Regions from separate parts of the Ovis aries genome. Here region 2 is linked to region 1. A link is a contact called in public Hi-C data. All regions are on one chromosome and are shown on one strand. Each heading gives the region's core, a stretch centred on a gene start, on an enhancer-like site or on the middle of the called end of the contact. The rest is flanking DNA. Distances are from core to core; before and after follow the strand shown. Region 1 holds the start of TTC19 (tetratricopeptide repeat domain 19). Region 2 overlaps SPECC1 (sperm antigen with calponin homology and coiled-coil domains 1).

Region 1 (3,142 bases), core at 360-2,859:
ATTAAGTCTCAGGACAGGAGAATATGTGCTCTATAAAATAAGACAGTAAACTGAGAAAAAGAAAACTGTACAGTATACAAAACATTAAGGCTCAAAGTAGGTAAAGGGAATTCCCTAGACAGTAATGGTGGGGGAGATCTCAGGAGAGCACCCTGGAAGCTCTAGAAGAAAATGAAATGGACAAAACACCTCAGCATCTTGAGTAGAGGATTCAGAACACTGCTAAGAGTTTGAAGTTGAATTATGGATGTGTGTGTGTTTGTGTTAGCCACTTAGTCATGTTTGACTCTTTTCGACCCTATGGACTGTAGCCCGCCAGGCTCCTGTCCATGGAATTCTCCAGGCAGGACTACTGGAGTGGGTTGCCATTTCTTTCTCTAGGGGATCTTCCTGACCCAGGGATCAAACCTGGGTCTCCTACATTGCTGGCAGATTCCTTACCATCTGAGCTAAAAGGAAGTTATTGAATTAGGGATAAACATATAGAAAAGTAAACAACCAAACAAATGCAATCATGACAGTTTTGAGAGGAAGCAAAAAGTTACAGTAAAGAAGTAGTCATCACTTACTACATGGCTCAGCTGTGACTATATTTTACATCATATAAGTGTAAACTCAGAATACTGATCTAAAGAAAATTATCGTCGAAGGAGGGGGCTCAGGAAGAGTGTATGACTGTCTAAGAACAAAGATTTTTAACTAGAAGAAAATGGCTCTGAAAAACGTGAATCGGTGATAGTAGTCTCTATGAGCCCCAAGCCTCAGGGGCGCCCCCTTCAAGACTCTCACACTGTGCTCTTCACACACAACCCTTTCTGGCAACCACTGTTTGAGCTGTCAACAGACTGGTTTCTCCCCCAAGCTTTTTGGGATTAGAGGATGTTCGAATACCTGGCTCGCCTCATCTTTTAAGCACATGTACTGCTTTAGATTTAACTGAAATGAGAAAAGTTGGCTTCCTCCTCTCAATTCTTTAAAAAACAAGTCAAGGTAAATCCTTTTCAAAGTGCGGTCCTTTGCAAACAAACGCCGCCCAAGTGAACCAGCAAGGTTCACTGAAGCCTAACCGATGTTTTGGATGGTCATTCAGATGGCGGCGGTGGCGCCAGCTCTAACGGGGACGCGCTCTGGCCCCGTGCGCTTGCGGCCAGGGGAGTCTGGTCACAGAGCGTCCTCTGCTGGTCAGAGGAATAAAGGCACAGCCACAGCGTCCAGACCCCTCAAGTCCTGCATCTGGGGCCCTGAAACAGTCACTCGTGCACAGAGGTCAGGAGGGGAACCTTTTGGAACAAACACAGACCGCGGGAAGGAAGGGCTACAGGCGAGTTAAGAGGGCGGAGACCTCCCCAGTGGGCCCGGACCCCCGAACCCCGTCCCGCCGGCGCTGCTTCCCGCGCCCCCGCCCATACTCGGCGCGCCGTCCCGCACAGCCGCCGCCATCTCGCTCAGCAGCTCCTCCACCACAGCTGGTAACGTGAGAGGCCCAGTCGGAGCCGCCATGGCGGTCCCGCGTTCTCCGGGGCAGGGGAGGAAGGCGAGGTGACGTAGACTTGCGTCCCGGCGCATGCGGGCGGTCCGGCCAATCGGCGGGCGTTCGGCGCCAGGGGCGGGACTTCCGGAGCCCGTGGCCGCAGTGCGCAGAGGACGCTCTGGGGGCCATGTACCGGCGTCTGGCTGTGGGCCTGGCCCGAGGTCTGTTGCGGGTGGCGGAACGGCGGGGCCGCTGCTACCCGGTGTGCCTGCTGCCCGGGCCGCCGGGAGTTCGGGCGCCGCCGTGCCGAGGGGCGCCGCGCGGCCGAGGCTCGGGCCTACTGCCGCTGCTGGCAGGTGAGGGGTGCAGGCCGGCGGGCCGGGCGGGCCGGGCTGGTTGGGCTGAGCACGGTGACCTCAGTGCCCCTTCCTGCAGCGCTCGCCTGGTCCTCGAGGCCCGCGGCGGCGGAGCAGGAGCGACGGGGCGCGGGCGGGGCTGCAGCCGGGGACGCCGAAGCCGAGATCATCCAGCTGCTGAAGCGAGCCAAGGTGAGGGGCTGCAGCACGTCCCTCGACTACGGGGACCCGGGTGGACGGAGTCGTGGGGTCCGTGCGTTGGGCGCAGGTGGAGGCGGCGCTGCCGGTTGCGAGGTTGCGAGCGCGGGGAGAAGTGCGCACAGGCTGAGGGGAGCGAGGCGGGCCTCTTCTTCCTGAACGTTTTCCCCTCTTCCCGGGGTGCCGGGTCTCCTCCTTTGCGCTGACCGCCGCCTCATGCCCACCGCGTCCACCCGAGTGCCCGCACACGGCAGGTGCGGCCCGCATGCCAACTCTATTTGAGGCTTCAGCTGACCCAAACGAACCTGTGGTCTTAGGCACCCCTCCGACCCCTTCCCTCAGTACCTCTTCTTTTCTGTAGTCTGCCCCATTCTGAGAACTTGTGTGGTACCTACCTACCACCTCCCATATACCAAGAATCCAGCAACGAATTTTTGTATTTTGCCACCAAATCCAAAATCTCGAACCTGTCGCCTCTTCGGTGTCTCCTCCTGTCGCCCTGGCCACGCTGCCACAGCCTGCAGTCTTGTCTGCCCTGTTGCCCCCTGCCATCCAGGCTTGACAGCAACTGGATCATTTAAATGTAAATCAGCTGGTGTCATTCCGTGCCCACAAGCCTTGATTGACCCGTCACAGCGTTTGTGGTAGAACCCAGACTCCTTGCCCTGGCTGGTGAGACCTATGGTCCCACCCCATTGCCTCCCTACTTGGCAGTAACAGTCACCATCAGTTGACATCTGTTGACTTTCATTGTTTGAGTGGTTCTTGAAAGTCCGTTATCTTCAGTCTGTAGCACCTTCGCTCCTTCCCTGCTGTCTGTTTGGGTCAGTTTCCCCCATAGTTCCTTCCTTAGTTGGCTGTTTTTCTTTTTACCTCAATTTAACTGTCGCTTCCTTGGGCGGCTTCTCTTGACTCCATTTGAAGGAAACCCCTTGTTCCTTTCTCTTGCCTTTCTTCGCCTGTATCATTGGTTGTGATTGAGCCCCACCTGTCCTGCAGGAAGAGTGGAGGAGGATGTAGGGCCAGCAGCTCCGCTATAAGAGCTCGTGAAAAGTGCTCACAATCCTGCTGCCTATGTCAGCCAGTGTGCTATATCTGTGGCCATGCGGAGCTGCAG
Region 2 (3,142 bases), core at 436-2,935, 180 kb before region 1:
TTACTGGTTTCCTCACTCCATGGGCTTTAGTTTTCTTATTCTCACATTGAGGAAATACATACAGATCTTCAGCTCAGTGATGTCATAGCAAAGGTCTGTGAATGCTTCATAAACTGTGATGGGCTATTTGGAACGTATTCCAACAGTTATCATTCAAATTCCTGAATGTAATGAGATTTGATTGTAATGAAGTTACATCCTTTGACTTAATCAAGTTAGATTAAAAAATTGCACTTGTCTGTGGAGCTTTTGGGTTTTAAGTGCGGGTAGTCCTTAATGTTTTCATATCAGCTTTTGTACAGCTGGCGCTTTTGTACATGGTCACATATCCCCAGTCTGCCCCATTCCTGTGAATTCAGACCCATGCATCAGCTGACAAACCAGCCACTAGGAGCACTGGCCGGCAGGTCACCCATCAGCAGGTCTGTCTCTGCTGCAGGTGCCAGCACCCCTGCCATTGTGCAGTTGTGTTAGGTGGTTCTGTGAGTGTCAGCTCACACTTTGTCTTTATTTTCTGTGCACGAAAACCAGGGGAATGAGAGCTCTGGCACTAGTAATAAGTGTGGGTTTTAATATCTCAGTACCATTGAGAGGTACCAAGGAGGTGACTCACTGTTAGAAAGGGCACCCCCAGCAGGAGCTCACTGGAGTCGCCACCACTCTCTATAGATTCAGCTGTAAAGACAAAAATGAGACTAAAGAAAAGAAGGAAAATACTAGCAGTACGTGATTGATTTCCTCCTAAAGGAAAGATGTAATTATAAATTATATGTAAACACTTAGGGGACAGAATTCTTTTTATGGCCCTCAACATTTGGCTTTGGGACATGTTTTCGGTAATGGCGTGGGATGGTATAATCTGTTTTTTTCCCAGTATATTAATTTTGGAAGGGATCCTGTCATGAAACAATTATACAGTTATACAGTGTTGTGGTTTTAAACTCATAGCAGTTAAACCTGTGATCAGCCTGTATTGTACCCTTTGCTGGGAATTAATCTGTCCTTGGGGAGGAGCCCTCAAACCTAGCACAGAAGGAAATGCTCACTCTTCAGGTAGTACTGATCATATGATGGCAACTGCTGCTAATGTGCTGTCTAACCTGGGTGCTGGGGGAGCTTGGTAAAGGGGCTGGATTGTCTCTGGGTTCTGATGTCCAGGCCCGAGCATCCCCAGGGCCCTGTCACCATCGCAGTACCCAGAGCAACCACTGAAAGGCAGGGAGGGGTGTGGACGGGGCAGGGGTTCCGGCCCTACCTGGTACCCTCCCCCACCCCACCCCGCACCAGGTTTTGGCCTCGCTCAACCTCACCACAGCCTCCAGGAGAAGGCAGTGTTTCGCCCAGATCACAACACTTCAGGGAGGTCACACGAGTGTTACTTTGTCTTCTCCATGCCCGCCCATTTCTACACTGAACACTTGCTCCTCCCAACTGATTTCGAATCAGTATTATAACATCTCTGTGGCAGAGCCCAGCCCAGACACCTGCTTCTTCCTTTTCTCCCTCCAGTGTCTGTGATGCAGATCTGGTCTTAACTGATGGGCATGGGCTTAGAGAATGGGATGGCCCCTGGTGGTAGATGGCTGTCCTCCCTGATACCCCCTAACTGCACATCCCAGGGCCCCAAGAGATGCTAAGCCTTTTAGGTACCCCCTTTCCAAAACTGCAAGGGGCCCCAACACTAGATGGCAGCCTCGTCCACGCACTGACTCATGTTCTGGGAGCCCCCACTCTGACTAGAGGTCCTTTTGACTTTCATGCAATTAGATCAACAAACATTTTTGAGTGCCTACTGTGTGTCTGACACTATTTTAGGCAACAGGGCAACCTCAGGGGGCAGGACAGAGATCCCCCATCCGTGGAGCTCCATGAACAAACATGGACGAGAACAGTGCAGGCACATGGCTGCAGCCGAAGTGGGAGGGGTGCAGGGCAGACAGCTGGGGTTGGGGGCTGAGGGAAGGAGGAGTGACTCACCCAACCTCATTTTATTTACTTTTTATTTTTAACTTATTTTTATATTGCAGTATAGCCAGTTAACGGTAGCTATACTGGTGGCTCAGACAGTAAAGAATCTGCCTGCAATGCGGGAGGCCTGGGTTTGATCCCTAGACTGGGAAGATCCGCTGGAGGAGGGAATGGCTAGCCACTCCAGTATTCTTGCCTGGAGAATTCCATGGACACAGCAGCCTGGTGGGCTACAGTCCATGGGATTGCAAAAGAGTTGGATACCACTGCTACTAGTCAATTAACGATGTTGTGTTAGTTTCAGATGGGCAGCAAAGGGACTCAGTCATACATATACCTGTATCCACTCTCCCCCAGACTCCCCTCCCATCCAGGCTGCCACAGAACATTGAGCAGAGTTCCCTGTGCTATACATTTTAAATATAGCAGTGTGTACATATCAATCCCAGACTCCCTAACTATCCCTTCCCCCCACCCTGGCAACCATAAGTTCGTTCTCTAAGTCTGTGAGTCTGTTTCTGTTTTGTATCATGCGTTAAGATTCTACATGTAAGGGATGTCGTACGATATTTCTCCTTCTCTGTCTGACTTATTTCACTCAGTATGACACTAAGTCCATCCATGTCTCTGCAAATGGCATTATTTCATTCTTTTAAATGTCTGAGTAGTATTCTATTGTATATGTGTACCACTTCTTCTTTATCCATTCTTCTGGACTTGACCTCATTTTAGAAGGAGCGTTTTGGCTGGCTGTGCAGACTGGACTAGTGGATGGAAGGGAGACCCAATCACAGGCTATGGCCAGGCCCTAGGAGAGAGCCTTTTCAAGGCTGAATAATATTCCCTTGTATGTAAACCACATTTTCTTTACCCCTCCATCACTGACTGACCAGGGAATAGCTTTAACTTCTGCAGTGTCCAGGGTGACGCCACTGTGAGGAGGTTTTAAACTTGGTACTGCTATTATAAAGTCTTGGATTCTTTGAGGGTACCTGTACTTCCCAGAGGTACATGGTCATCAGGGTTTGGTGGCTTTCAGGGTTCCTCTCTGGGAACCTGTGGTTCAGAGGAGGGCACTCTCCCTACTTGTCCCTCCAGAAATACTGACTTTTTTGCAAAGTCTTTCTGTCCAGAAATGTGGCTGCCTCTCTGAGCCTTCCTTTTTGTCTTTATA

The links. Hi-C and Micro-C count contacts between places; a contact is called where the count stands out from the background.
Region 2: a Hi-C map of hypothalamus shows a contact between it and region 1, with 4 times the contacts expected there. The contact joins the enhancer-like site here to the promoter of TTC19 in region 1. A contact is called at or near these places in 2 of 16 Hi-C or Micro-C datasets (hypothalamus and muscle).

What each region holds. Positions count from the first base shown.
Region 1 is chr11:33,236,893-33,240,034 of ARS-UI_Ramb_v3.0, reverse strand. It overlaps TTC19 (tetratricopeptide repeat domain 19), which reads left to right and starts at 1,609. Exons shown (of 9, transcript XM_060395474.1): 1 at 1,609-1,827; 2 at 1,907-2,019. The coding sequence starts at 1,659. ZSWIM7 (zinc finger SWIM-type containing 7) reads right to left here and starts at 1,527. Exons shown (of 5, transcript XM_042256702.1): 1 at 1,410-1,527. The coding sequence starts at 1,500.
Region 2 is chr11:33,417,359-33,420,500 of ARS-UI_Ramb_v3.0, reverse strand. The region is part of intron 3 of SPECC1 (sperm antigen with calponin homology and coiled-coil domains 1); the gene reads left to right. Among named protein-coding and RNA genes, the nearest start is that of SPECC1, 71 kb to the left of the region's middle. Within about 2 kb of position 1,685, at least 4 of the 54 cell types and tissues checked have an H3K27ac peak or open chromatin away from gene starts, as enhancers often do. A contact at or near this core is called in hypothalamus, where this site is marked.